Linked DNA regions of Sus scrofa: all the other regions are linked to region 1. A link is a contact called in public Hi-C, HiChIP or PLAC-seq and promoter capture Hi-C data. All regions are on one chromosome and are shown on one strand. The core of a region is the stretch at or near the end of the contact, and the rest is flanking DNA. Distances in the headings are between cores, read along the strand shown. Region 1 holds the start of ZFYVE27 (protrudin). Region 2 holds the start of EXOSC1 (exosome complex component CSL4). Region 3 holds the start of UBTD1 (ubiquitin domain-containing protein 1). Region 4 holds the start of HOGA1 (4-hydroxy-2-oxoglutarate aldolase 1).

The links. Promoter capture Hi-C pulls out the DNA fragments that hold promoters and counts their contacts. Hi-C and Micro-C count contacts between places; a contact is called where the count stands out from the background. HiChIP or PLAC-seq counts read pairs in DNA pulled down with a chosen protein or histone mark.
Region 2: a contact with region 1 is called in a promoter capture Hi-C map of liver, with 2.8 times the contacts expected there. The contact joins the promoter of EXOSC1 here to the promoter of ZFYVE27 in region 1. A contact is called at or near these places in 1 of 5 promoter capture datasets (liver) and 1 of 2 datasets of contacts at active chromatin or transcription factors (alveolar macrophages).
Region 3: a Hi-C map of embryonic fibroblasts shows a contact between it and region 1, with 2.1 times the contacts expected there. The contact joins the promoter of UBTD1 here to the promoter of ZFYVE27 in region 1. A contact is called at or near these places in 1 of 47 Hi-C or Micro-C datasets (embryonic fibroblasts) and 1 of 2 datasets of contacts at active chromatin or transcription factors (alveolar macrophages).
Region 4: a contact with region 1 is called in an H3K27ac HiChIP or PLAC-seq map of alveolar macrophages. The contact joins the promoter of HOGA1 here to the promoter of ZFYVE27 in region 1. A contact is called at or near these places in 1 of 5 promoter capture datasets (liver), 13 of 47 Hi-C or Micro-C datasets (alveolar macrophages, embryonic fibroblasts, epiblast stem cells and 6 more) and 2 of 2 datasets of contacts at active chromatin or transcription factors (alveolar macrophages and skeletal muscle).

The regions. Positions count from the first base shown.
Region 1 is chr14:109,084,248-109,091,397 of Sscrofa11.1, forward strand. It overlaps ZFYVE27 (protrudin), which reads left to right and starts at 4,512. Exons shown (of 13, transcript XM_005657447.3): 1 at 4,512-4,728; 2 at 6,324-6,521. The coding sequence starts at 6,325.
Region 2 is chr14:108,839,288-108,846,437 of Sscrofa11.1, forward strand. EXOSC1 (exosome complex component CSL4) reads right to left here and starts at 3,540. Exons shown (of 8, transcript XM_001928803.6): 1 at 3,443-3,540; 2 at 3,204-3,319; 3 at 2,117-2,191; 4 at 157-245. The coding sequence starts at 3,530. It overlaps ZDHHC16 (probable palmitoyltransferase ZDHHC16), which reads left to right and starts at 3,663. Exons shown (of 10, transcript XM_001928815.5): 1 at 3,663-3,859.
Region 3 is chr14:108,881,976-108,889,125 of Sscrofa11.1, forward strand. It overlaps UBTD1 (ubiquitin domain-containing protein 1), which reads left to right and starts at 3,559. Exons shown (of 3, transcript XM_021074394.1): 1 at 3,559-4,207. MMS19 (MMS19 nucleotide excision repair protein homolog) reads right to left here and starts at 4,612. Exons shown (of 31, transcript XM_013990467.2): 1 at 4,454-4,612. The coding sequence starts at 4,565.
Region 4 is chr14:108,954,337-108,961,486 of Sscrofa11.1, forward strand. HOGA1 (4-hydroxy-2-oxoglutarate aldolase 1) reads left to right here and starts at 4,476. Exons shown (of 7, transcript NM_001190169.1): 1 at 4,476-5,046. The coding sequence starts at 4,836.

The DNA.
Region 1 (7,150 bases), core at 3,262-5,761:
AACATAAAATTGATTATCTTGCTCATGTTTCGATGTACAGTTCATTGGTATTACAGATATTTCACATTGCTGGGCAATCATCCTCAGAGCTCTCTTTATCTTGCAAAACTGCAAGTCTGTACCCATTAAATAAGAAATCCCGGAGTTCCCGTCATGGCTCAGTGGTTAAGGAATCCGACTAGGAACCATGAGGTTTCGGGTTCGATCCCTGGCCTTGCTCAGTGGGTTAAGGATCCGGTGTTGTCGTGAGCTGTGGTGTAGGTTGCAGACACAGCTCGGATCCTGAGTTGCCATGGCTATGGCGAAGGCCAGCAGCTACAGCTCCGATGAGACCCCTAGCCTGGGAACCTCTATATGCCACAGGAGCAGCCCTAGAAATGGCAAAAAAGACAAAAAAAAAAAAAAAAGAAAGAAAGAAAGAAAGAAAGAAATCCCCATTCCCCCTCCCTCCAGGCCCTGGCAACTACTATTCTGTCTCTACAAATCTGACTGCTCTGGGTACCTCATATAAATGTAATCATATAGTATTTGTCTTTTTGTGACTGGGTTATTTCAGTCGGCATTAATGTCCTCAAGAGTCATTCATTTTGCAGCATGTGTCAGAAATTCCTTACTTTGTCGGAAGGAAAGTATACATACTTTTTATTGCATATATATATATGTATGCCACATTTTCTTTTCCATTCATCCATTAACAGGAGTTGGGTTGCTTCCACCTTTTAGCTCTTCTGATTAAAACTGCAATGAACATGGGGAGACAAATATCTCTTTGAGATCCTCGGTCGATTCTTTTGTGTTTACACCCAGAAATGGCATTGTTGGATCATACGGGGATGCTATGTTTAAGTTTTTAAGGAACTGCCATATTGTTTTCCATAGAGGCTGCACCATTTACATTTCTACTGAGAGCACATAGGGATTCCCTTTTCTCTGCATTCTCATCAACACTTGATATTTTCTGTTTCACTCATTTATTTTATTTTATTTTTATTTATTTATTTTTTTGTCTTTTGTCTTTTTAGGACCGCACCCATGGCATATAGAGATTCCCAGACTAGGGGTCTAGTCAGAGCTGTAGCCACCAGCCTACACTACAGCCACAGCAACACCAGGTCCAAGCCGCATCTGCGCCCTACACCACAGCTCACGGCAATACCGGATCCTTAACCCACTGAGTGAGGTCAGGGAGTGAACCTACAACCTCATGGTTCCTAGTTGGATTCGTTGACCACTGAGCCACGACGGGAACTCTTGTTTCACTCATTTATTTTAAAACAGGCTTTCACTGAGTACCTACTATGCCAAGGCCCTGCTATATACCTGGCAGAAACTGGGGTTGGCAAGATGTTAAGTCACAGTTTCTCTGCTCTCAGGAGTTCAGTGTAAACGTGGAGGAAGAGGTGAGGAATTACTTGGGGAAGTCTTCACAAAGAACCTAATATTCAAGCTGGATGTGAAAAGGTGAGCAGGAGAACAGGTGGAGGGGAGGATAATCCAAGCTGAAATAGCAGCACACAGTAGCTAGCCTCCAGGATGGCCTCCAGGATGGCCCCAATTATTCTCACCTTCTGCTAGTTATGCTCTTGAACAATGACTTTTTTTTTTTTTAGGGCCACATGTGAGGCAGATGGAAGTTCCAAGGCTAGGGGTCCTATTGGAGCTGCAGTTGCTGGGCCAGCTCCACAGCCACAGCAAAGCCAGATCTGAGCCACATTTGTGACCTACACCACAGCTCACGGATCCTTAACCCACTAAGTGAGGCCAGGGATTGAACCCTCATCCTCATGGATACTAGTCGGATTTGTTACTCCTGAGCCATGACAGGAATTCCTCTCTTGAACATTGAATAGTTCTGACCTGTAAAACCAACAGGATCTTGTGAAAGTGACAGTGTGTAGCTTCTGAGGATACGTCATAGATTTTGTGATTTCCTGCCTTGCTCCCTCTTGGCTCTCTTCCTCTGGAGAAGATAGCCGCCATATCATGAAGACACTCAAGATGCCTCAGGTGGTATCAGGAGGGTCCCAGGTAAAGAGAAACTGAGACGAGGAGTTCCTGTTGTGGTTTAGTGGAAACGAATCTGACTAGGAACCATGAGGAGGCAGGTTTGATCCCTGGCCTCGCTCAGTGAGTTAAGGATCTGGCGTGGCCGTGAGCTGTGGTGTAGATTGCAGATGTGGCTTGGATCTGCTGTGGCTGTGGCTGTGGTGTAGGCCAGCAGCTACAGCTCTGATTTAACCCCTAGCCTTAGAACTTCCATATGCTGTGAGTGAGGCCCTTAAAAAAAAAAAAAAAAAAAAAAAGGAACTGAAACTTCCTGCCAGCCTGTCAGTTAAGAACGGCAGCATCAACTTGTCTGCTTCATGAGGAAGCAAATCCTCCAGTCCCATCAAGCCTTCAGATGACAGCATGGCTAGCATCTGACTAACCTTATGAAAACCCATGAGCCCAAACCACCCACCAAGCAGCCTGTGATTTCCTGATTTAAACCACTCAAAAGCCAAATAATATATATTTACTATTGTGTTAAGCCACTAAGTTTTGAAATAATTTGTCACACAGCAAGACATAACTAATGCATCTAGAAGCATGGGAAGATCTGGTATGTGCAGAAATGGTGGCATAAGAGACCACAGCCTGAAACCCCAAGTTTAGACAGGCTTCTGAAACCCAAGGTCTGTGTAAGAGTGGGCCAGGGCGCCACCTGGTGGAAGAAGCTGTGCCTAGACATTCACTCCTCTTTCTGTTCCTATTTCTCCCGCTTGCTCTACCTAATATTTCGCCAAAGACCACAGTGAAGTTCAATTATGTGGGCCACATCCACCCTTGATTATAGATGCAAAGACTACCCTCTGTAAAATGTCAAATTAAGATATTTATTATATCTTCTATTTCCATTTTATTTTCTCCCTTGGTCTCTCCCACCTATCTGCTATCCAGGGGAAACATCAGTGGTGCCAGAATTTGAGGCAAAAGTGAGGACTCAGTTGCTAGAGAAGGGAAAGAAGGAACCAAGGGAACTTTATAAAAATGCAGAGTCAGGCCTCAGAAATCAGTGGCCAGTTCTCAAGGCTCTAGCTCCTAGGGAAATCTTTTGTTCATTGATGTTGGCCATGACTGTTGTCCCTTTCTGGTCTTTAGAGACTTCTTGTATCCTCCAAAGTACTGCTCAAATAATGTCTAGGAGTTCTGGAATGATATCCCTCAATTCTATAGCTGCCAGGAGAGAGAACCAATAAATTTACTAGGCACAGTTAGCCTGAGATCGGTGGTCCAGGCAGACCCAAGGAGGGGGGGATTGCAAAGAAACGGAAACTTACCTTTAGAGTAAATGGTGGAATGGTGGAATTTCAGGTGAAGATACCGAAGGAAAAAAAATCTCCTTTCTTGACTTCTCCTAGCCTCTTCCGAAAGGAGAGGCAAGCTTGGCCCAGGCACAAAGCCAGGCTCATTCCTCTAAGAAACAGGGCAATTTCTGAATATGGCTTAGTGGTGTGCAGGGAATTTGGGTCTGCCTACATTCTGGCTGTGTGGAGGGGGAAGTGATTACTTTGGCTGGGACAATCAGGGAAGGAGTGCAAACATCGGACTCCTGCTTAGATGAATGGGTTGGATCTGGAAGAAGGGCATTCCTCCCTGAGCTCACAGCACAAGTGATGTAAAGAGACCAGAATGAAAGGGGTATGTGAAAGTAACAATAGAGGGATTCGGTTGGCCAAAGAAGCTCCTGAGAGGGAAGAGCAGGGGATAAATGCAGACTAAGGTGGTGATGGTATAGCTGGGGGAGCCAGACACGTCAGGTTAAAATCCCAGCTCCCATCTGCATACTAGATGAGTGACACTGAAGTTCCTTGATACATCTCAGATTCCTCATCTGTGAGATGGTGATAACCCTAACAGGGCTGTTGGAGGAGCACTAGAAAAGATAATGCCTATAGAGATCTTAGTAGAGTGCTTGGCGCCTGTTATGCCCTATGTACATAAACGCTAGTGTCATCATTAATGCAAAGGTATAGGATACATGCTTTAAGGGCGATTAACCCGGCAACACAGTAAGAAGTAGGTTGAATTGGGAAAGGCTTGCCCAGGCCCTTGCTCACGGTACTACTCAGGAAACACTGAACGGAATGGCATTCTCTGCTAGGCGTCAGGCATGCAGGATATGATTTCTGCCTTTTGTAAGCTCAGGGTCCCTAGGGGGTGAGGTTAAGTGCCAAAGTTGGTGATGGGGAGGACGCAGACGTACATTCTCAGATTAGCTTCTCTCTAACTGTTCCCTGCAAGAATCAGAGCGAGGCGGGAGCTGCGCGGGGCAAGATCCCCAAGCGAGCTCTCCCAGGGCTCCGCAAGACTGCGACCCGCAGTCGGGCGGGACTAGAGTTGAAGCGCTCAGGACCTGGTACGAGGAAAAGCAAGCACGCAGGCGCAGGCGCAGTGTGGATGCGAACACTCACCTGTCCTGGGGTGGGCGGAGCTAAACCCGCGAGCGGGGGCCGGAGGCGGGGCAGGCGCGATGACGTCAAGAGCACGCCACCGCAGAGCAGCGTGTCCCGGAAGCGGCGGCGGCGGGGGAGGCGGAGGAAGTTCACGGTCTTGAGACTTCAAAGCGGCCTGGGGAAGAGGCGCCTTGTCGGGGTGGGGCGAGCCTGAGGAAACGGCCCAGGGTCCGGTCGCCCTATCAGTGCCTCCTCGCCGTCCCCGCCCCTCCCCCACCAACCCAGCGACGGGGTAGGTGAGGTGCCACCCTCTCCCCACCCTGTTGTGTTCGCCGACTGTGCGGAGTTGGGCGCCAGAACTCGGTGGGGGCCGCCACCGGCTGGCCCAGCGACCTTGGGTGTGGCCTTCCCAGGTTTGGGCCTAGGGGCCCCGTCAGGTTTCCTGGGCTGTAGAGGTGGTGGTTAGGCCCCTGACAAAGCAGACGTGCTTCACCCCTTCCTGGGTTCTTACCTGACGTCTGTTCTGGGTCCTTTCATCCTAGCTCCACCTGCGGAGTTTTCGGGTTCCTGGTGGCCCCTTTGTTACCTTGTCCTTCATTTCCCCCCGCCCCCCTTCGCCTCGCTCCCCGCTCTCTTTCCCTTCGCAGCCCCTCGCATGGCTTTTGTTGCTGTGCTCTGAGAATTTGTCTCCTTTACTGCTTAGTCTTTGGGTAGGACTTTGAAATTTAGGAAAGAGGGCGAGAGTTCTTGTAGCTCTCCTCATCAGAGGAGCGAAGGGAATGAAGTGTTATGGAAGGCAATGACTGCCCTCTTGGGCTAAATGGGGGGGGGGGCAAGGAAGGGTGATGGGCAGAAGTGGCTCAGGAGGTAGTTGGGAACAGAAAGTGGAGGATGCAGTGGGGCTGGAGAAAGCTCTGGAGTCCTGGAGGATGGGCAGTTAATCCACTCATTCAGTGAGCATTTATTCCATGCCCGTTCTATGCAGACACAGTAGTGAATGGAAGACATGGTCTTTGACCTGGTGGAGCTCAAAGTTAAGAGGGGCAGACTGGCAAGAAAGCAGGGAGTTTTGCTTTGGCGTGATAAATGCTTTAGGGAGGGTCTCCCTGTCCAAACCAGGGGTGGTGGCAAAACTTCTCAGAACAAGGGAGTGATGTTTAAATTGATACCTGAAGGATGAGTAGGAAGTAACCAGATAAAGAGAAAAATATTTCAGGACATCATTTTTCTTGAGACCTCAGGCTACCTCCCCCAGCAACCATGTGTGCTTGGTCTTATGGTTTATACTCTGTGGGGAAACGAACATTAAATGGAGAGGCAGAAGAGCAGGATTTTGTACAGTTGACCTTTGAATAACAGAGATTAGGAGCACTGACTCTGTGAAGTCAAAAATCAGAGTACAGGAGTTTCCTGGTAGTCCAGTGGTTAGGATTTGGTGCCTTCACTTCTGTGGCTCAGGTTCAGTCCCTGGTATGGGAACTGAGATCCCACATAAAGCTGCTGCATGCCACAACCAAAACAAAAAAAACAGAGTATAACTTAACGATAGGCCCTCCGTCTATGCGGTTCCTCTGTATTTGCAATCCCACATCCTTGGATTCAACCAACTGCAGATCATGTAGAACTGTGGTGATTCCTATTGGAAAAAAATCTACATTTAAGTGGACCTGTGCAGTTGAAACTCATGTTGTTCAAGGGTCAGCTCTCTCTGGGTAAATCACTTCAGCTTGCTGAATGTCAGTGTCTTCCTCTGTGAAACAGACTTTCCACCTGTAGCCCTGCCTACCTCAGAGGTTTATCATGGCACCACTACTTGAAATAATGCAAGTAGAAGTGTGTTGGCCATTGGAAGTGCAATGCAAACATCAGAAATTGTTATGCTTACAGGATGCAGACCTCAGAGCGTGAGGTGTATGGGCTGGAGGTGAGCCCCAGCGTGAATCCTGAGGCTTCGCTGGAGTCTCCTCCTGCTCCTACCAAGTCCCCAGCATTTGATCTTTTCAACTTGGTCGTGTCCTATAAGAGGCTGGAGATCTACTTGGAACCCTTGAAAGATGCTGGTGATGGTGTCCGGTATTTGCTCAGGTACAGATTTTACTTAGAGTTGTTCTGACCTGCTGGGCCCTCTGCCTACCAGCTCTGCGGTTGCACTGGCTAGTTAGGCAGCAGCTGGGCTGTCCATTCTACCCTAGTGAGGAGCAGCTCTGGGAGATACACTGGGCCTCTGGGCTTATTCCAGGCATCCTGTATCTCATGCCCAGCCCAGGAGAGGCAGGTGCTGGGAACTATCTGGCCTTTCACCATGGTTTCTTCTTTGTGGCTGAATAAACTCATACTTTAGAACTGCTAGCTAGCCTTGATCATTGGACCTTCCATGTCTAGAGCAGGCTCCCCCCCCCCAACCCTGCCAGCTTAAGCATAATTAATATTAGATTTAGGGAACAAGCTTGAACATAAGATAAGGAAATACAAATACCTATGAATAAGCAGGTACCATTTTCACTAATCCTTTAGGATTATGGATCTCAAAATTTTTTGTTCCCATTCTGCTTTGATTTTCATCCTTGATAATTTTCTTTTTTCTCTTTTCAGCTCACTTTATTTCTTATGTTAAAATATTTAAAATTACAGATGTATGCCATTCTGCTCCCTAAATACTTCGGTTTGTCTCTAAATAATATGGACTTAAAAAAAAAAGAAAGTAACATCATACC
Region 2 (7,150 bases), core at 2,290-4,789, 250 kb before region 1:
TTTCTCTGGATACTACTTGGGGAGAACCAATGCACAGAGACGAGAGAAGTAGGCATGAATAAGGATTCTAATTGTTCTTAAAAATTCCGGTCTCCCATTCTATCTTAATCTCATTCCAAGTACTGCAGCTAATATGAAGACAAAAATACTTCTTACCGGATAGTTCCTCGAAAAGAGTTCTTAAGTGGTGTGGACCCCACATACAGAATGTGTACTTTGGCAAAGCGTGAATTGATGCTAGAGACCTGGAATAGAGAAAATTGCAGCATTAGGCATTCCAGTATTAGTAGCTGCCAGCTCAAGGAGGCATGATAAACTAGGAATTACCAGGATTTTAGTCCAAGGCAACTCTACTAAGTGTAGAATTTTTTGTTTTGTTTTGTTTTTTGCCTTTTTAGGGCCACAGTGGCAGCATATGGAGGGTCCCAGGCTAGGGGTCCAATCTGATCTGAAGCTGCAGGCCTACACTATAGCCACAGCAATGTCAGATCTGAGCCGTGTCTGCAACCTACATCACAGCTCATGGCAATGCCGGATCTTTAACCCCCTGAGTGAGGCCAGGGATGGAACCCGCAACCTCATGGTTCCTAGTTGGATGTTTCTGCACCACCATGATGGGAACTCCTAAGTACAGAAGTTAAGACAAATTAACTGCTATTTATTTATCCCTGGATAAGTGATTACAAAAAATGAAACAAGAGCCACTCTACACCTAACAGTTACTGTGGGAATCAAATGAAATAATACGGTACAGATTTAGAAAAACATACAAGTCTACACAAGGAAATATAGCAAATCTAGCTAGACTTTTAACAAACTTACTAAGAGCCCTGTAGTGTGAACAGAATTTAAGTCTCCGTTTCAGTTGCTGCATTCTATTTAGATCACTGCCTCTGCAGTTTTCAACATGACAGATTTTGAAAATAGATTTCTGTTAGAGTGATTTATAGAGAGAAACAAAGAGCTATGAGTTAATTTAACTGGCAGAGAGTGGGGATGGGTAGGGAATACTGATGTATTATAGCTACTGATAAGTGCAGCATTAATTTGTACTTTCCCTCAAAGACTTTATAAAATCTTTTGTTTCTCTGCCGAAAAAGTTTTGCTTCAGATGCTCAAATATAGGCCTCCTCCATCATTAAAAAGTCTACAAATAACAAATGTTGGAGGGTGTGTGGAGAAAAGGTAACCCTCCTATACTGTTGGTGGGAAAGTAAGTTGGTGCAACCACTATGGAAAACAGAATGGAGGTTCCTCAAAAAACTAAAAAAAGAATTGCCACACAATCCAGCAATCCCACTCCTGGGCATATACCTGGGAAAACTACAATTTGCAAAGATACATGGACCCCAATGTTTATTACGCCGTTATTTACAATAGCCAAGACATGGAATCAACCTAAATGTCCACTGACAGATAACTAGATAAAGAAGATGTGATACATATATACAATGGAATACTACTCAGCCACAAAAAAGAATGAAATAATCCATTTACAGCAATGTGGATGGATCTTGATGATCGTACTAAATAAGTCAAAAACAGAAAGACAAATACATGATATTACTTATTTACGATATCTAAAATATGACACAAATGAACTTATTTATGAAACAGAAACAGACTCACAGACATAAAGAACAGATCTGTGGTTGCCAAGGGTGAGGGGGCACTGAGGGAGAGAGGGATTGGGAGTTTGGGATTAGCAGATGCCAACTATAATATACAGAAGGAATAAACAAGAAGGTCCTACTGTACAGCACAGGAAACTATATTTAATATTTTGTGCTAAATCATAATAGAAAAGAACATGAAAAAAAAAAAAGCTTCCTTATCACCCTTTGGTGCCTCTGTTTCCCAGTCAAAAGTAAATCTACATACTCAGGGAACCAGCTCTGTAAAAGAACCATGCAAGCTTGAACTGGACCGCATTGATCATTATCCTAGAAATCTCTAGACTAGCACAAGCCGGGAAAACCTTCTGTGATGACAGATTTTAATTTATTTAAACGGCCACATATGGCTACTGGTTACCATACTGGACAGTGCTATTTTACAATGATCATGATTTCAGCATTGGATGGTACCTTAAGCAGGGAGTTTAGGATGAACTTACCTTACAGGTCACAATAGCTCCCACATCTGGCAATAATTGGGAATCCGTTTCTCTCATCACAGATATGACAGGAAGCTACAGCGAGAACAATAAAACATGAGTATCCTGCCTAAGCCTTCAGTAAAGGTATTTGTGGCTTGACAGTAATATGCATATGCCTCGGGCCACAGTTGACACAAGGACAGGAGGACTAGATTCTTTTGTAGCCCAGAGCAGAAAGCCTTAGAAATTTTAGGACAGGGAGGGAGTGGGATGGACTGGTAGCTGGGGGTTAGTAGATGCAAACTATTACATTTAGAATGGATAAGCAATGAGGTCCTGCTGTATAGCACAGGGAACTATACACAATCACTTGTGATAGAACATGATAGAAGAAAATATGAGAAAAAAAATGTATATGTATGTATGACTAGGTCACTGCAGCACAGCAAAAATTGACGAATACTGACAGTTGACTATACTTTAATAAAAAAAGACTTAAAAAAAGAAATTTTAGAACATAGGAGAGCCAAGGGGCCACAGAATGCTGCTCGAAGGCATAATCCAATCATTTCAGATGAGTTCCTGCAGAATGAGTTAATTCCAGAGATCAGACCCACCCAAGCCACAGCAGCATCCTAAGCCACTGAACCACAAGAGAACTTCCAAAATTCTTTTTATTAGTGGTGTTTAGGAGGGCTTATATGAGAAAGTGGTACCAGTGGGGCTATCTGAAAGTTAGGTAGGAATTAAATAGGCTAAGGGAGGAGTTTTCTTGTGGGTGAGTGGATTAAGGATCTCACTTTGTCACTGCAGTGGCTGGGGTCACTGCTGTGGCGGGGATTCCATCCCTGGCCCAGGAATCTCCACATGCCCCAGGTGCGGCCCCGTCAAAATAAACAAACACAGGATAAGGAAGAGAGTAGCGCGTTCCAGACAGACGGCGTGTGTACAAAGACTCTGTGGCTCACTGGGGACTCTGAGACCAACTCCTTCTACTGAACGAGGATCCCGAATCGCGCCCGCAGGGCCCTTGCCTAAGGATCGTGACATCAAAAGCAGCATGAGAAAGGCAGAAACCGAGGAGAGAGGAAACCAGCCCCTTTACCGCGCCGTTCTCGCTGCTCTTCGTCAGGCAGCCAGCAAGCGACGAAAAGATGTAGCCGTGCCGGGTGTAGGTGCCGCTGCCGGGGCTCCCCTCCTCCAAATTACACAGACGTTCGCCTGCGCAAAAAAAAAAAACCCAAAAAACCGCTGCATCAGCCACAGGACCGCAGAAGCTGTTGGTCGTCCGGCCTTCCTGCCTTTGCCTCTGCCCAGGATTCCCTCTGGGAACCGCCGACTTACCGGGGATGCAATACCTCACAGGTGGTGCCATGACTGCCTCTGTCCGAAGTCCGAAGGAAAATGAGGTCGACTGCTCATTGGCCAACATCAGGTGTGCACTCCCGCAGTAAGAAACGCGCCAATTGGTGACTTCTGTCACGTGCTCGCCAGACTCACTCTTGAGGGGAGGGGTAAACTCCATTTCCCAGGTTGCCCCGGGACGGGCTTGGGGGCGGAGTTCCGGAACTCCTGCGCTTGCGCTTGCGCCTGTGGAAGAGAATGGGCAGGCGGCGGGTCCGGGTCTGCAGGCTGGAGCTGTGGGCTGCTGGACATGGTTGGTTGGGTTGAGCCGGGCCGGGCTGTGGCGCGGAGCTGGAGGGGGTAGCAGTGAGCTGCAGCGGAGGCTGCAGGATTCGATTTGACTGATTGGGGAGGCAGGTAAGAGCGAAGCCACGGCCTTTGCTGCTCAGTCCTGTCCCTTTTGCTAGGGTCGGGCCCTATTCCGGCCTTGTGAGCCCGAGTTCCTGCTCTGTACGGCCTTGCCTTCAAACCGGGCGGAGCGCACCTTCCGACAGTCTTACGGTGCAGAGTTGAAGGAGGTCAGCCAACCCAACTCACCCATTTCACAGATTTGGAAGCTCAGCTCCAGAGATAGGATTTGACTTGTGCAGTGTCTCTAAGATAGTTCAAGGTAGAGACCAAATCGGTATCCAAGTTATTTTACTTCCAGTCCATCACCCTTTGACCAGGCCAGCCTTTATGTGAAGTAAAACCTTTTCCTGGTTTTTGTAACTGCAGCTTGCATCTTGCGGTCGGATCTTGTCAAGTGGAGCGTGTTAGTCTGGCAGGGAAGTCTGCGCATGAATAAAAGCTGCTCTCTCTGATGATTGACGTCCAGTACTTGAGACTGCAAATACCCTGAGAACGGCATCTTTGTCCATATGAGATTTGTCGACATTTTTCTCGGTTTCCTTTGCCTTCTGGTGGCTTTCGAATCCCTTCTCACCCCACATGTCCCGCATATCCGGTTTCCCTTTGGAAGAGAGATGGTGACTTAGAGCCTTTGAGTGTAGTGGCTTTCCATCTCCTCTGATCTGTGGCAGATGTCAGATGTCTCTTCTGATGGCCTGTGGCTACTACTCAGGGATCAGAATGCTCAGAGCTAGGGCTGGGGATCAGTAGTGGGTGGCTCTATTTCCTGTCCTGTTCACTCCCGCCCCCCTGACCCCCAGCACACAGTTTTGTTTTTTTGAGTTCTGCTTTACCTCAGTTTCATGAGATGAAAACTTCATATGTTAAGTTATAGCCCCATGGACTAAGTATTCTCTTCCCTGGCGTACACCCTCCCCTGCGTGCCCTGTGCACAAATCCCTAAAATAAGGGGCAGGGGCTTGGCCTCAGTCTTCCTTTACAATAATCTGATCTGTAGCTTTGCATCTACAAGCTTTCAGTTTACATGTTTGGTTTCTTTCTTTCTTTCTTTCTCTTTCTTTCTTTTTCTTTTTAGGGCCAAATCTGCAGCATATCGAAGTTCCCAGGCTAGGGGTCTAATTTGGAGCTGCAGCTGCTAGCCTATGCCACAGCCACAGCAACGCCAGATCTGAGCTGTGTGTGACCTAAACTACAGCTTGTGGTAATGCATATCCTTAAACCACTGAGTGGAGCCAGGGATAGAACCTGTAACCTCTTGAATACTTGTTGGGTTCATTACCACTGAGCCGCAATGGGAACTATTGTTTGGCTTGATTTCTGGTTGGACTAGCTTTCTAAAATGACTTCTGGGCGTTCCCGTCATGGTGCAGTGGTTAAGGAATCCAATTAGGAACCATAAGGTTGCCGGTTCGATCCCTGGCCTTGCTCAGTGGGTTAAGGATCCGACATTGCCGTGAGCTGTGGTGTAAGTCACAGATGCGGCTCGGATTCCACGTTGTTGTGGCTGTGTTGTAGGCCTGCAGCTACAACTCTGATTCGACCCCTAGCCTGGGAACCTCCATATGCCGCGGGAGCGGCCCTAGAAAAGGCAAAAAAAAAAAAAAAAAAAAAAGATAAAATGACTTCTGGCTCCTAAGTGCTGTGATTCTAATAATGGTTTTCATTTCTCTTTTTATTGATCATGAAGAATGTAGCAATGGACGCCTATTTAGTGTTATCACATTGGCAGGGGTGTCCTTGCTGTTATTTGTAAGCCAGATAGACATCTGACCAGCCTTTCCACTTCAGCATCCCTCCAGGTCACTCATTCAGCAAGTATTTATTGAGTACTTCCATGACCCAGGTATTGTGCTAAGCACTTTATAAACATTTCATTTATACCTTATCAAGTGTATATAAGTATATATATAGGATCATAAAGGGGTAGAGCTGTAAGGGACCTTAGTATTTAATCCTGTCCCCTCATTGAATGGGAACACAAGAAAGTCGAGTCCCAACGGGGTTTGGTGACCTGGCCAAGGTCACAGAACTATTTAAGGGCAGAGTTGAGCCCTAAGTGGTCAAGTTACAGGGCAGGTGAGAGTTGGTAAGTCTAGCCCTTGAGGCAAGCATTTCCTGAGGGCCTCAGTAATTCTGGAAGATGTTGAGAACCTCCCCATTAGCCATAGTAAGGGAATGAGTAATGGTGTGGATGATCTAGGCCACCTGGATTTCAGGAGTTCTCTGGTGGCACAGCAGGTTAAGGATCTGGCGTTGTCAGTGCTGTGGCTTGGGTCACTGCTGTGGCACGGGCTTGATCCCAGGCCCTGGAACTTTCATGTACTGCAGGTGCAGCCAGGAGGAAAAAAAAAAAAAGTCACCTGTATTTGCTATGGGGTAAAATGTTTTGTCCCACTCTTACATTTGATTGTGGCTGTATACTATTTGAAAATTAATGCTTCAGGCCAAATCATGATCCCACCCAATAGGAGTCTGACTCAAAAGGAGGTAGGAAGTTTGAGGTAGGAAGTTTTCCTTTTTCTCTTTTCTACACTGCCCTTTAATTCTAATCTTAGTTCCTCAGAGGTGATGGGAATGGCCAGTTTCTTTATCCTGGTACAGAGACTCGATCCCTACTGAATTGGGTATCTTCTCTTTGCTGGCCTTGTCTGCTGGATTTGTTTTTGCCTTCGGTCTTTAGAGGCTTTTCGTGAGGATGAGCCAGGGTGCAAGCAGAGTACCTTGCTCCAGTTACTGAAATGAAACCATCCCTACAGTGATGCAGCCTCCTCCAGTTTCTGCTGGGTTTTGAGCTACCTGTTAAATAAGTCAGTGGAGTTGCTGAGGACAAAGTCGCCATATGGGGAAATCAGATAATTTCTTTTCCGGCAAGGCCTTTCATCTGCAGACCTGACGAGACTGTCGTCCAAGGACTCTGGGTTTTGTTCTGGGCATTCTGGGCAGCTGGCCTCCTATGGCTGTTAGATGAGGTAAAAACCACATAGAGGAGGTCCAGGCACTTGAAGAGGGACTGTGCAAAGGGCCAAAGCGCTTGGAAGGCCGGTGGGGAAGCTTGGGGTCAAGGGCAGCAGCTGCAGAGAAAGTTCTTAAGTGTCAAACTAGAACAGGGCAGAGGAGACTCCACGGAAAGGGCAGGCCTGTGGTCTTCGGGAGCCACCAGCCCCTCTCCTGCCAGTGTTTCCTGCCTGTGGTGGTGTTCTGCTCTAAACACGGAAAATTGTCTTGGCCTTAGGAACCTTGGGGTGGGTCTGGGACTAGAATTGGAGACAGCATCTTAGGTCATGCAAAGGGTAGCTG
Region 3 (7,150 bases), core at 2,309-4,808, 200 kb before region 1:
GAATATTTGAAAGTACTGTTAATTATGTACCTGGACTCCAGGGATGAAAGAAGCTAATAAAGAGTTAATTTTCCTAAGGGTGAAACTGGCATAAGGAAAAATAAATTTAAGTTCCTTTCCTTATATAGATAATAGGTCTAAATTTTTCCAATGTGTCCAAGGGTTGCTCTCTAAAAACAGACCTAGCAGCACTTCCTAACTACCCACTCTTTCCTCAGCAGGGCACCAGTCCGTGTGGGGCACTGAGAAGTCGTCAAAGGAGTATTTATATCGACACTGACATAGAATGCACAATCAGATCTCTGTCTGATGGAGTCGCAGCCTCTTGAGAATCTGGAGTAGCAGCTGAGGGGGTAGGGAGAAGGAGAAGGATGTGAAGAAGCAGGAGGGAAGAATCCCAATCAGGATTCAGTTCCAATCAGGCTCTCAAAATGTCCTTTCGGCTGAGGATGCCACGGACATTTCTCAGAACTATATTTCACTGTTCTGTAACAGTTTTCTTGTTTCAAGAATAATGGTCTCCTTCTAGGATCACAAATGTGGGAAATAAACTAATAAAGACTGAAATGAAGGCAAATCCAAATAACTAAGGGAAAGAAAATTGATATCCATCACCTGTAAATTCAATGTGCTCAGAATCATCTCCCTTCCGAATTTTGGACAAAGCACTTCTTTTTTGCTCATCCTCAGGCTCAAAAGCTTGAGTTCATCTTAGAATGTTCCCACTCCTCCAAGCTCTATAGCTAGTTGGGCCTCAAATTCCAGATAGTCTTCTTTCGACATCTTTTATTCCATTCACTTACATGGTTTGTTGTTATTGTTTTATTTTTATAGCCGCACCTGTGGCACATGGAAGTTCCCAGGCTAGGGCTTGAATGGGACTGTAGCTGCGGGCCTACACCACAGCCATGGCAACCCCAGATCCAAGCCCCGTCTGTGACCTGTATGCCAGCTTGTGGCAACACTAGATCCTTAACCCACTGAGTGAGGCCAGGAATGGAACAGCATCCTCACGGATACTATGTGGGAACTCCCACCTTCATGGTTTTTTTTTTTTTTTTTTTGCTTTGCTTTTTAGGGCTGCACCCTCAGCTTATGGAGGTTCCCAGGCTAGGGGTCCAATCGGAGGTACAGCTGCTGGCCTACGCCACAGCCATAGTAACGCCAGATCCGAGCTGCGTCTGCCACCTACACCACAGCTCACGGCAAGGCTGGATCCTTAACCCACTGAGTAAGGCCAGGGATCGAACCCATAACCTCATGGTTCCTAGTTGGATTTATTTCTGCTGCACCACAGTGGGAACTCCTACATGGTTTTTTATTGCATACCTACTTATGCTAGTTTCCAGGAGACTCTGGTGGTAGAAACAGAACAGTAGGATGTGGAGATGTATACAGAAGTAGCTACCAAGCAAGTCTGCTAATAAGTATATGTGTGATTGAGAAATAAGTCCACAAAGATTCTGATGTCTGGCTGAAGCAATCAGGAGACACTTGGGGGCAGGCAGTGAACACTCAAGCTCCCCCTTTAATTCCAGGCCTAACTTCAATTAGATGGAACTAGTGGAGGGATCTGGGAAGGAAAGCACTCAGGGGAACAGCAAATCAAGGTGGCTGCCTAAAACTAAAGGCCCAGGAGAGGACTGGCAGCCACTGAATGCCTGGCTGAGAAACCTTTAACCCTTAGCCTGCCAGGTCATTTCTCTCCTATCATTTGCACCTTTACATCTGATCCCTACTTTCTTTTATTATATTATTATTATTATTATTATTATATGTTTTTCTTTTTCTGATACCTACTTTCATCAGGAACCTAGGTGCAACGCAAAGTTGGTAGTAGCTGCCTTTGTGATCACAGGGTGTTCCTTCTGCATTTACAATTTGTAGAAGAGGCCGCTGCTGTGAGTGGCTGAACAGAAATCTGGCCCCTTCAGCACTAATAAAGCTTGACTTAGGCTGGAGGATAGGAAAGCACATCTTACACTAGGGATGCTTCAAAACTCTGTCAACTTCAACAACTCTAAGGCTGTCATCTAACACTGTACACTAGTTTAATCCTTCTCAAATTCACCTTCACCATATGACTTCCTTGCTCAAGTATCTACACTGACTCCAACCACCTACAGTAAGTCATTCAAATCCTCAGAATCTAAGGTTATGCATAATCCAATCCCACCAAACCTTTTCAACCTTATCTGTTATTACCAACCTCCTTTCTTAGTCAGGAGGGCTAAATTGCAAAAGGGCTAGTGTTACAGTCTTGGCAGAGTTGAGTTAAATTTAAACTAGACAATAGTCTAGGCCATTTTTTTTCAGGCATAAAAATGTAAATTTTACAAAGTATTTATAAGAACTTGGCAGTCCTTATTCATGCTTTCTTCTCAAAAGTGTTCTGAATTTGAAAAACCCTAAATTACTGTGTTCATAATGTATAAATGTGAAAGAAGAGTTACGAATGACACCTTTTATAGTAATGTTCTTTGTCTTGGTGGGAGGAGGTATACGAATTTTTCAAAATCAGTGAACTATGCTTAAGATTTGTACACTTTGTCTTACAAGTTTTATACCTTAGTCAACAATACGCATACAAAAGCAGTTAGAGGGACGCATACTGATATCTGCAATTTAAATGGATAGCTACATGATAATGCTAATTATGTTAAATGCTAATGGTAGAATCTAGGTGGTGAGTGTATGTGTGTTCCTTATGAAATTATTTAAACTTTGCTGTATGAAATTTTTCATAATACAACACTGGGGAAAATGACATTGATAATACACTGCCATTGTTAATTGGAAGCACTGAAAACACACTATACTGCATAAAGCTGTAAGAGGTTAAGCTTAGCGGAATGGCTATATCAGGCATTTGCTCCTTGCTGGTTCCACGTCATATTGTACATACCTCTTACGGCCCTTTTCGTAGCGTAGCATACTACCTGTCCAAATGATTGTTTCTCCCACCACACTATAAGTTCCTGGCAGGCAGAGATCTCATCTAATTGATATTTATGTTCCTACTGCTTAGCACTGCGTTTGAAGAATAATGTGTTCAATAATGGTGCTAAGACTGAAAGTAGAATATTGCCATAATGTATAATACTTTTTTGTGTGTGTGTCTTTCTGCCATTTCTTGGGCTGCTCCAGCGGCATATGGAGGTTCCCAGGCTAGGGGTCTAATCGGAACTGTAGCCACCGGCCTACGCCAGAGCCACAGCAACGCAGGATCCGAGCGTGTCTGTGACCTACACCATAGCTCACGGCAACGCAGGATCCTTAACCCACTGAGCAAGGCCAGGGATCCAACCCGCAACCTCATAGTTCCTAGTCGGATTCGTTAACCACTGCGTAAGGACGGGAACTCCTTTTTTTTTTTTTTTTTGGCTAAGCAGGCAGCACGTGGAAGTTCCCCCGCCAGGGATCGAACCAGTGCCACACTCAAGCCATGGCAGCGACAACACCAGATCCTTAACCTCCTGAGCCACCAGGAACTCCCAAAGTATTATACTTCTGACAGGTTCACTTTATTCATTTCCCACATATTTTAAAAGCAAGTGTGTTCACTTTTCAAGAGAAATGTATCCTTTACTTCTCCCCAAACACGCGCAATTTCCAAAAATAAAGACAAAACTTATCTGTACTGACAAGATTATTTTGTATTCTATTACATAGACACAAGGTCCGAAGGCCTCCTAACATTCAATAACTTTTTAGATTTTTCTTTTTCTAAAAGAGTGAAGTCTCAGAATTTCAAGGAAATCTGTCATTTGCTCCGCTCAAATTTTAGATAAGCTGTCAGAACTAAGAGATCCCTAAACTGGTGAAAAGCAGGAAATTGGAGTTCTGGGAAAAATATAAAAACACACACCACATAAAAAAGGCACGAAGCAAATTAATCAAGAACTTGAACAAGAATGGGGGGAAGAGATACGCAGAACATCTCAAACTCCCCCTAGGCTGGTTTCTCTCCTCCTCTCTCCAATTAATTACAGCCAGTCAGAGATTGGGTCGCGCGGCCACTCCCAACATGCCACGCGACTGGAGCTGATGCTGCCGAAGATGCTTCTCGTCACATCAACTTCCTCGAAACAACGTGCTTTCGCGGAGTGAGCACCTGATTCTGAACTGGAGGACCTGCGTCCAAGTCCCAACTCCCCCAGGAAGCCTCTGGCCCTCTCTGGGCCTCAGTTTCCACACCTGCGAAATGGTAATGATTTTCCTAACCCAGGCCGGTGCACAGGGTGGCTATAAACCAAAACGAGGGTCATAAGGGCGCTTTAAGGAAGACTGCAAGCGACTCGCAATTTGTTATGGTTCTTAAGCACGCGGTGCTCACAACCAGCCCGGGACCAATCTCTCAAAGTCACCGCTCCCTTCCCGCCCGGCGCCCGTGCTGAGGCCGCTCCCTCCTGGAGGCCCCCAAGCGGAAGCCGCGCGGCGCCGTCTGCCGTACCTGCAGCCACTTGGTCTGCGGGGCCCTCCTGCTGACCCATGACGAAGTCTTGCACGAGGCCCCACAGGGCGCCCGTAGGCGCGACCGCCTCCAGAGCGGTGGCGGCGGCCATGACGCGAACTGGAGACGGTGGGAGGGGAAATGGGCGGTGGCACGGGATGGGCCTCTCAGCGCACGCGCCTCCTGAGCCAATCGCCTGGCGAAGGCTGAGGGGGCGGGGCGCTCCCTGGATCACGTGCCTGCCGGCTCCAGGCCAGGCAGTTCCAGGGTGGGATGGGACGGCCCCTCCCCAAGGGGCGGGGCCCGGAGTCGGGGCGGTGGCTCAGGGAGCGAAGGCGGCTGCTGGGCACGCAGCCGGGGGCCATTGAGGGCGAATAATTCCCGGCCCAGCTTCCCGGGAGACCCGCGGCGGGGCGGGCACCTGTCTGGGTGGGGCCGAGGGGCGGTACGCACCCTGGGGGGAACCAATGAGAAAACCAGGCCCGGCCCGAGGGGGCGGTGCCGTCGGTCACATGCGCACCTGGGGCGGGCGGCGGCGGCGGCGCGGGCACCGCGAGCCGGCGGCAGGGAGCAGGGCTGGGCTGGGGCGGGGTTAGGCAGGTGAGTGACAGGCTCCGGGGGGCCGGCCCCAGCTGGGAGCCCCGAGCGAGCCGGGAGTAACAGCGGCGGTGCCCGCCCCCTCTCTCCGCCCCTTCAGCGGAGCTGGTCTCCAGCCGGGCACCGTCGCGGGCCCCCCTGGCCCGGCCACCTGGGACTGTGTTGGGGAGTCGGCCACCTCCCTCTTTCTCCTTGCCCGCAAAGTTTGTGGCGAAGCCGGCGCTGGGGTAGAGCGCGCCGCAGGGGGGAGATCGGGAAGCGCCCGATGCCGGGCGGTCGGAGCCGTTGACCTGGGACGCCGCCGTCCGGGGCAGGACCGCGGAGCAGCGGACCATCCCGTCGCCTTCGGTGCATGGGGCCCGGCTGAAGAGCCAGCATGGGCAACTGTGTGGGGAGACAGCGCCGGGAGAGGCCGACCGCCCCGGGACACCCCCGCAAGCGAGCAGGTAACGACCGGGAAGGGAGCAGGGCCACCGGCGCCCAGCCAGTTGTCCGCCTTCTTGCGCGAGAACTGGGCTTCCTGAGCTACCTCCCACGGCTCCTGGCGCCTAGGTTTCCCTGATGGCTGCTTCCGAGGCAGACGGGGGTCCCCTTCCCCGGCCCCAGTGGCCGGGGGAGCCGACTTGTGGCAACTGCGAGCGCTGACCCGGCTGCGAGCCCAACTCGCTCCAACTGGGAAGCTCCGGGTGGGGGTGGGGGCGGGAGCAGGAAATGTTTGCAGACCGCAGCGGGGCCGGCGGAGGGGAGGAGGGCCCCAGGCCGGGGCGCCGCTGGCCTGGCAGCGGGGCCGGGGTCGGACGCCCGCCCGTCGGGGCACGGCGCGGGTGGCCAGTCGTCCCAGAACTCGAAGCGAGCGAGATGAGAACAGGCGCTCCTTCCAAAGACTGTGTCATTATCGGGCTGCAGATCGTGCCTGCCGGAATCCGACTTGCAAAAGCAGCGCAGGACTCTGGGAAAGAAATCTTTATTTTTCCCGCAGGGCTTTTTAGAGCCTCCTGGCCGTCTGGGAGTCTAGAAAAGGTGGGGTGCGGGGTGGGAATCGCTGTCGGGTTGTTGGGATCCTTCCCAGCCTTAGGAATGGGATCTGCTCTCTGGTGATCCTCGAGGGCCGGCAGCGCTTTCTCACTTTCTGGATACACCCCTATCCTGGCGCTTCGCCTGGGTAAGAGGTCTGGCGGTCGTTTCCCCGGGTCTTGTACTCACTTCACTTCCTTCTCTGAGGGTGTTGCAAGGAACTTCTGAGAATGATAAAATCGTAGACTTTAGAGCTGAAAGAGACCTTCGAAACTTGTCTAGAGTCCAGATAGACCTACCTTCTCTTGTCTGTTAAAAGCCCAGATCCAGAGAGGTTGAGCAACTTGTCGATAGCTGCACAGCTAATTCGTAGTACAGCTGGGATTAGAAGGCCATCTTCTATTCCACTCAATTGCCACATAGCCCTTTAAGAGGAGCCATAAGCAGAGTTATTAATGAAGTAGAAACTCTAGTTGAAGTTTCCTGTCTCCTTTGACACTGAAGGTGTGTGTTGCTTGAGTTTCGCAAACTGGGAAGGAAGATGAGGGGAAACGTGGGGGAAGCAGGGAAGGATGTCTGTGTGGTGGACAGGATGACTTATGCAAGAAGCAACGTGTTTTTATAGGGAGGACAACGAACAATTTAGCATTGAAGTCCTCTTGTCCCAAGGCAACCCTGGCCAATCTTCTGACAGGAAAGTTGATTCTCAAATCCAAGGGCTTTCTTCCTTTCATTCATTCATTCATTCATTCAACAAATACTTATTATTTATGTACTCAGCCCACGTAATTGATTTGTAGCTTTTTTTTTTTTAACTGTTGACAATCCTCTCCCACTTGAAGCCCCCCCCCCCCGACTTTTCCCTCCTTGACATTGGACTATCTTGGCTTTTTTCTCCGATCACTCCTGCCAGCCATCACTCCTAGTGTGGGCACACCCATAGTTCAGTTTGACATTCCATCTTTTTCGCATCATGCTCCCTCCCAGAGAAATCTTAGCCCCACAACTCTTTGTCTGTTGGGAAGGCCCCTATGCTGTATTTTCAACTGTTGCTTCCCCAACCCCAGACTCAGATATCTAGGTGCC
Region 4 (7,150 bases), core at 3,226-5,725, 130 kb before region 1:
GGCAGTAATGCTCACAGATGTTGGAGTCGCAGGGGGTGGGAGAAGCAGAGGGCAGAAAAGCCAGGAAGGCAGGAGGCAGTGAGTTAGTGTGGTTGGCGGAGTGGCTACAGAGCCCAGGGATGGGTCGCTGCCATCAACTTCAGGCTCTTAGATGCCACCATCTGAGAACGGGATTGGGAAGGGCGGAGGAGAGGGAAGGAGAAGAGATATCTTATTCTGGTGGCTTTGGGATCACCCAAAAGATGCAGGATTTGTTCATGCATCCAATCCTTCATCATCCTTCTCTCTGTCTATCCATCCATTCATTTATTCATCTGTTCATTTATTTATTCATCCACCATTTTTCATTCCTTTGTATGCGACCTTGAACAAGTGACAGCCTCTGAGCCTCTGTTGCTCATCTATAAAATGTTTTTTTGGTGGGGGGCACGCCCATGGCATCTGGGAGTTCCTGGGGCAGGGATGGAACCCGAGCCACAGCAGTGACCCAAGCTGCTGCAGTGACAATGCCAGATCCTTAATCCGCTATGCCACAAAGGAAGTCCCTATAAAATGTCTTGCCCGGAGTTCCCTCACGGGTTTAGGATCTGGCATTGTCACTGCTGTGGGCTCTGGTTACAGCGCTGGTGTGGGTTCCATTTCTGGCCTGGGAACTTCCACATGCTGTGGGCACAGCCAAAATTGAAATGGAATGGAATGGACTAAAAATCTTGCAGAGTTCTTTTATAGATGAGATAGGAAAATGCATGTAAGTTAGTTTTTGTTATTGACACTATCTTAAAAACATTTTACTACAGTTGATTTACAGTGTTCTGTCAATTTCTGCTGTACAGCAAAGTGACACTGTTATACACACACATATATATACATTCTTTTTCTCACATTATCCTCCATCATGTTCCATCAGACTAGATGTAGTTTCCTGTGCTCTATAGCAGGATCTCATTGCTTATCCACTCCAAATGCAATAGTTTGCATCTACTCACCCCAAACTCCCAGTCCATCCCACTCCCTAAATTAATTAATTATTCAACATAAGACTAATGTTTTGTAAGCCTTTGCCATGCCCATCACATAGTCATCTCTCAGTAAATGACATCTATCATAATTATTTTTTTATTTTATTTTATTTTTGTCTTTTTGCCATTTCTAGGGCCGCTCCCATGGCATCTGGAGGTTCCCAGGCTAGGGGTCTAATCAAAGCTGTAGCTGCCAGCCTATGCCAGAGCCACAGCAACGTGGGATCCAAGCCACATCTGCGACCTACACCACAGCTCACGGCAACATTGGATCCTTAACCCACTGAGTAAGGCCAGGGATTGAACCGGCAACCTCATGGTTCCTAATCTGATTCGTTAACCACTGAGCCACGAGGGCAACTCCCTATCATAATTATTTTAAAAGGGCAGAAGAGGGAGCAGTGGCTCATATCTGGGTGGGAGGGAAATCATAGAAGACTTCCCAGAGGAGGTGGCATGTAATGCCTCAGCGTTAGATCATTGGATAGAGTTTCCTGCCCCTTGGGCTCAGGCTGTGGCCCTAGGACTTGGGGGAAGGATTAGGCTGGAGTGAAGACATTCCCATCCCAGAGGACCACAGGCCAACATGTCCTGCTTCCTTCCTACCCAGCTGCTGAGCACCCCACTGCACGTGGCGGTCCGGACGGGGCACGTGGAGATCGTGGAACATTTTCTGTCCCTGGGCCTGGACATCAATGCCAAAGACAGAGTGAGTGTCTGGGTTCCCTCACTCCCAGCCCCACCATAGGGGTGTAGGCAGCCTGAGGGCTCCCACATGCCCATGTGGGCCATGCTGAGTGTCACACTGGTTCTAGGAAGGGGACAGCGCCCTGCACGACGCCGTGAGACTCAACCGCTACAAAATCATCAAACTGCTGCTCCTACACGGGGCTGACATGATGACCAAGAACCTGGTAAGTTCATTCCTTCCCTGATTCAGTTAACAGTGTGCACCGCTCTCCTACGCCCCAGCCTGGCACTCAGAGGACATACAGACTTGGCGTGGAGGGCTCTCTCCGTGGAGGGCTTCTCTGGCCCCCAGGGGGGTTAGGGGGTCCACCCAGCTTCTGGAGCAATTCTCTCAAGTGCTCCAGAAAATCTAAGCGCAGAAAAAAGGCCAGAAGGGGCAGTAAGAGGACTTCCCAAAGGTCCCCAAATAGACCGTAGGGGGATCTAATGGCCAGGCTCAAATTTGTGGGGGGACGGAGCTGGAAGGAAGCTAAGCACTTGGTCAGCAGATGGTTCCCAGCCCTGAGTGTTGACTCCTGTGGTCCTTGGGGGTCCCCTAGGATCCTATGTACCCCCGTCCAAGCTTTTGGGGCCCCAAGTAATCACAAAAGGGAGGAGAATTGGGTAAGGAGGAACCCTGACTCAAAAGAGGCTGAGGGAGCAATCTAAGGGTAGGGGATTAAGACATACAAACTGTTATGTATAAAATAAGCTATAAGGATATATTGTACAACACAGGGAATATAACCAATATTTTATAATAACTGTTAAGTGGAGCGTAACCTTTAAAATTTTCGAGTCTCTGTATTGTATACCTGTAACAGATAAAATTCTACATCAATTATACCTCGATTTAAAAAAAAAAAGAACTGAAGTTCCTGTTGTAGTTCAGTGGAAATGAATCTGACTAGCATCCATGAGGACATAGGTTCAATCCCTGGCCTCGATCAGTGGGTTGAGGATCTGGCATTGCTGTGAGTTGTGGGCCATAACAAAGCTGCTGAGGTGCTGTGGCTGTGGTGGAGGCTGGCAGCTACAGCTCCAATTCCACGCCTAGCTTGGGAACCTTCATATGCTGTGGGTGTGGCCCTAAAAAGACAAAAAAAAAAATTAAAAATAAAAAATAAATTTAAAAAAACATTAAAAAAAAAAGAAGTAGCTATATGAAAGGGAAAAAAAGAAAGGCTGAGGGGATCATGAGAAAGTCAGGAAGATAGAAGGTGTAAACGAGGACTTCTCGGCATTATTCATATTTTTGACTGGATAATTTTTTTGTTATGGCCCACCTGTGGCATATGGAAGTTCCCAGGTCAGGGGTCGAATCAGAGCTGCAGCTGAGGCCTGAGACACAGCCATGGCAACACCGGATCTGAGCTGCATCTGCAACCTACACCATAGCTTATGGCAACACCATATCATTAATCCACTGATCAAGGCCAGGGATCGAATCTGCATCCTCATGGATGCTAGTTGGGCTCTTAATTTGCTGTTCCACAATGGGAACTTCTGGACTGGATAATTCTTTGTTGTGGGGGACTGTCCTGTGCAATACAGGATGTCTGAGCAGCATCCCTGGCCTCTAGTCAAAATGCCAGTAAGAGTTCCCATCGTGGCACAATGGGAACGAATCTGGCTAGTATCCATGAAGCCGCAGATTCGATCCCTGCCCTCGCATTGCTGTGAGCTGTGGTGTAGATTGAAGATAGAGCCCGGATCTGGTGTTACTGTGGCTGTGGCGTAGGCCGGCAGCTACAGCTCCGATTGAACCTCTAGCCTGGGAACCTCCATATGCCGCAGGTGTGGCCCTAATAGACAAAAAAAAAAAAAAAAAAAAAAAAAAAAAAAAAGCCAGTACTCCCCACCCCACCCCACCCTGCCCAGTTATAATACTGAGAATGTCTCCAGACATTGCCAGTTGCTCGCAGTTGGGAACCCCTGGTATGGATGAGGGCACTTCCTGATATGGACTTCTGAACAGTGACCAGATCTCCTCCTGGTTCCTGTAGGCAGGAAAGACCCCCACGGACCTGGTGCAGTTGTGGCAAGCTGACACCCGGCACGCTCTGGAGCACCCCGAGCCGGAGTCGGAGCAGAACGGGCTGGAGGGGTCTGGGAGTGGGCGGGCAACCCCTCAGCCTGTGCCAGCACAGTAAATGCCTGTTGCAGCCCAGGCTGGCACCTGACCTGTCCCCTGCATACAGCTGGAGGGTCACAAGAATGGCCCTCAGGCTGAGGACTGCTTGGCTCCTCTGTGTTCACCCCAGGAACACCCACAAGCTACCGCAATAAAAAAGTCATTTTTCTATGTGTGATGTTCATTTCTATTTGTGCCTGAAATACTTAGGAAGGAAGGAAGGAAGACTGGGAGCAAGGCTGGGCTCATGCAAGAGGGGAACTTGGAGCCCGTTGGCCTCACTGAGCCAGTCGGGCTGCTTTTCCTACTGACGCCTCTAATTGCCTCTTCCCTGCCCCCCCTCTTCCCAAGTCCCAGTGTGGATCAGCTTTGCAACATACTCGTCCAGGGACCCTCTCCTGGTGACAGCTGTCCTGTGGGGTTGTATGTGGCCAGCACAGGCTCGTCACGTGGCAGTCCTGCCCGGAGAAGCTTGGCAGGGGGAGTAGGGCAGTCCAGGGGCGGCTGATCACAGGCAGCTTCTCACCCGGCCTGCCACGCCTCCCACAGGGCCTGCACTCAGCCAATCAGCTCCGCCAAGCTCCGATCTGCAAGGCGGAAGCCAGCCTGGTTCCTGGCTTTGGGGCTGGAAATTATGGGATGAGGGCCTGGGGCCCCACTGGAGGCACCATTTAGTGTCAGGACCCCAGGAACCAGTCCTCCGTCTGGCCAGAGAGACGCTGGATTGTGGCATTTCTCCAGCTGCTCCCCAGGGGGAGGGAGGACCTCTTTGAGGCCTATAGGCCTAGCTTCTGACCCTGGCAACACCAGGCCCCAGCCTGCCTGAAGACCAACAAGTCAGAGGGCAGCAAATTTTTAACTAGGCCCATTGATCATTAACCAGAGTAGGAAGGAGTCCGAAGTCAGCATCTCTTGGGGACAGAAACCAGCTGGGCCTGGAGCCTCCTGCAGAGATGCTGGGCCCCAAAGTCTGGTCCTCTGTGAGGCGGGGGCTGAGCAGGGCTTTGTCCAGGACCATGGGGAGCTGGGCCTCAGGGGAGGGGAGGAAGATGGACATCTCAGGCATCTACCCCCCCGTGACCACCCCCTTCACTGCCACAGCCGAGGTGGACTATGGGAAACTGGAGGAGAATCTGCACAAACTGGGCACCTTTCCCTTCCGAGGTAAGTGGGGTCCGCCCCCTGTGGAAGTTGGGGAGATGTGAGTGACCCTGGTGTCCTGAGCCAGAGACCAGAGGAGGGTACTCAGGCTCTGTCAAGCTGCTCTGGGACAGTAGGCTACTCTGCGGGTCATTTTCTGATGAGAGAGGAACAGGTCCCTGCTCTGGAGTCAGGAGACAGGCGGGAAGCTAACTGCTGGCCTGTGATCTTGGCTGGAATCTCACCTGCCTCAGTTTTCCCAACTGTAACCTGCTATGTTTGTTAAAAAAAAAAAAAAAAAAAAAAAAGTTCTTCATCCAGCATTATTGTGGGGATCAAACTAGGTAACGGGTGGGAAAGCTTTTGTCAACCAGACACTCTACGCAGATGTGATGGCAGCCTGGGTGTCACATGTGGCAGCCCAGCCAGCAGGCTCATCTCCCTCAAAGACTTGTGTGCATAGTCTCTTCTAGACAAAGCCTCCCTTGGCCAAACTAATTCCTGTTCTGGATCCTCTGGCTCATTTTCCCCATTACACATGGATTCCCCCCAACCTGAGGTCAGGGACCAGATCATATTTGTGATGCTCAGTGTAAAACACAGCCATGGGTGCAATAAATGAAAATAAAAAGTGGCAAAGTTTGCCCATCCTGCCCTGCCCACTCTAATCCGTCTCTCCTGGCAGTGCTCCGAGGCAGTGCTCCCAATAGCCCCATTTCACAGATGGGCATCTGGCGCTCAGCGTGATGCTGTTATTTGCACAAGGTCACTCAGCTAGTAAATGACTGAGCTGGGATTTGGACTTGGGTTGACTGCACAGCCATGCTCAGTTTCACTCCACTGCACTGACTGCTGAGTCCCTAGATGGGATCATTCCAAGCCATAGACCCTGGTTGGCACCAGCATGGGAATGGAGTGGTTCTGACTGAGGTGGTGCCATGGAGCTGAACATACACCCTTGATTCAAAACACAGCTCTGGAGTTCCCGTGATGGCACAGTGGTAACAAACCTAACTAGTATCCATGAGGACTCGGGTTTGATCCCTGGCCTCACTCAGTGGGTTAAGAATCCTGCGTTGCTGTGAGCTGTGGTGTAGGTGGCAGATGTGGCTCAGATTCGACCCCTAGCCTGGGAACTACAATATGCCACAGGTGTGGCCTTAAAAGGACAAAAAATAAAACCCCAACCAACAAACCAAAAACCCCACAGCTCTGCCATGATATAGCTGGGAGCTAATCTCTCTAAACTTGAGTCTCCCCATCTGACTCGTGGGAGAAAAAATGGCCATCACAGGAGGGTTGGGAAAAAGATCTGAGAGAATGCAAGGGAAGACATGCTTGTAAATTGTGAAGATTGCCATACATTAGAAGGTGTGGATTCCAGCAATTCCCATTGTGGCTCAGCTGGTTAAGAACCTGACACAGTGTCTGTAAGGATAAGGGTTCGATCCCTGGCCTGAGACTCCTCTTGTGTCTCAGTTCTGGAGTGATGTGACCCTTCCCCAGGGGATAGCGAATGCTCTGTGGACAGCTACACAGAGCAGTGACACAAACTCTAAGTACGTTTCTGCTGGGGCTTATCTCACTGGAGCCGGAAGGATAGAGATCTGGTACTCTAGAAGCAAAGCGAGAAGCTCCTTGAATCTCTAAGAGAAGAGAAGACTCAGCTTCACCTCCCAGGTTCAAGGACGCCCCAGATTCAAGGGTAGGGGGTGTGGGGAGGTGGGCTTTGCATCAGTGTCTGCCTGCACCCCAGGCTCTTTTCTGGACCCTTCCTTCTCCTCGCCACACTCCTGAGGCAGGGTCGAGGGGGCAGAGGTGGCTGGGAGCACAGTCTGCTGTGGCTTTGGCAGGGCGGCCACTGGTCCACCTGACATTCAAGCTGCCCTGGCACATCTCTCTCTTACCCACACACACAGGGGAGCAGGAGGCTGTGTAGGAGAGCCTAGCTTGCTGACTTAATAAGACCTGGGTAAGGGAGTTCCTGTCATGGTGCAGTGGAAACGAATCCAACTAGGAACCATGAGGTCAAGGGTTCCATCCTTTGCCTCGCTCAGTGGGTTAAGGACTCGGCGTTGCCTTGAGTTGTGTTGTAGGTTGCAGAGCGGCTCGGATCTGGTGTAGCTGT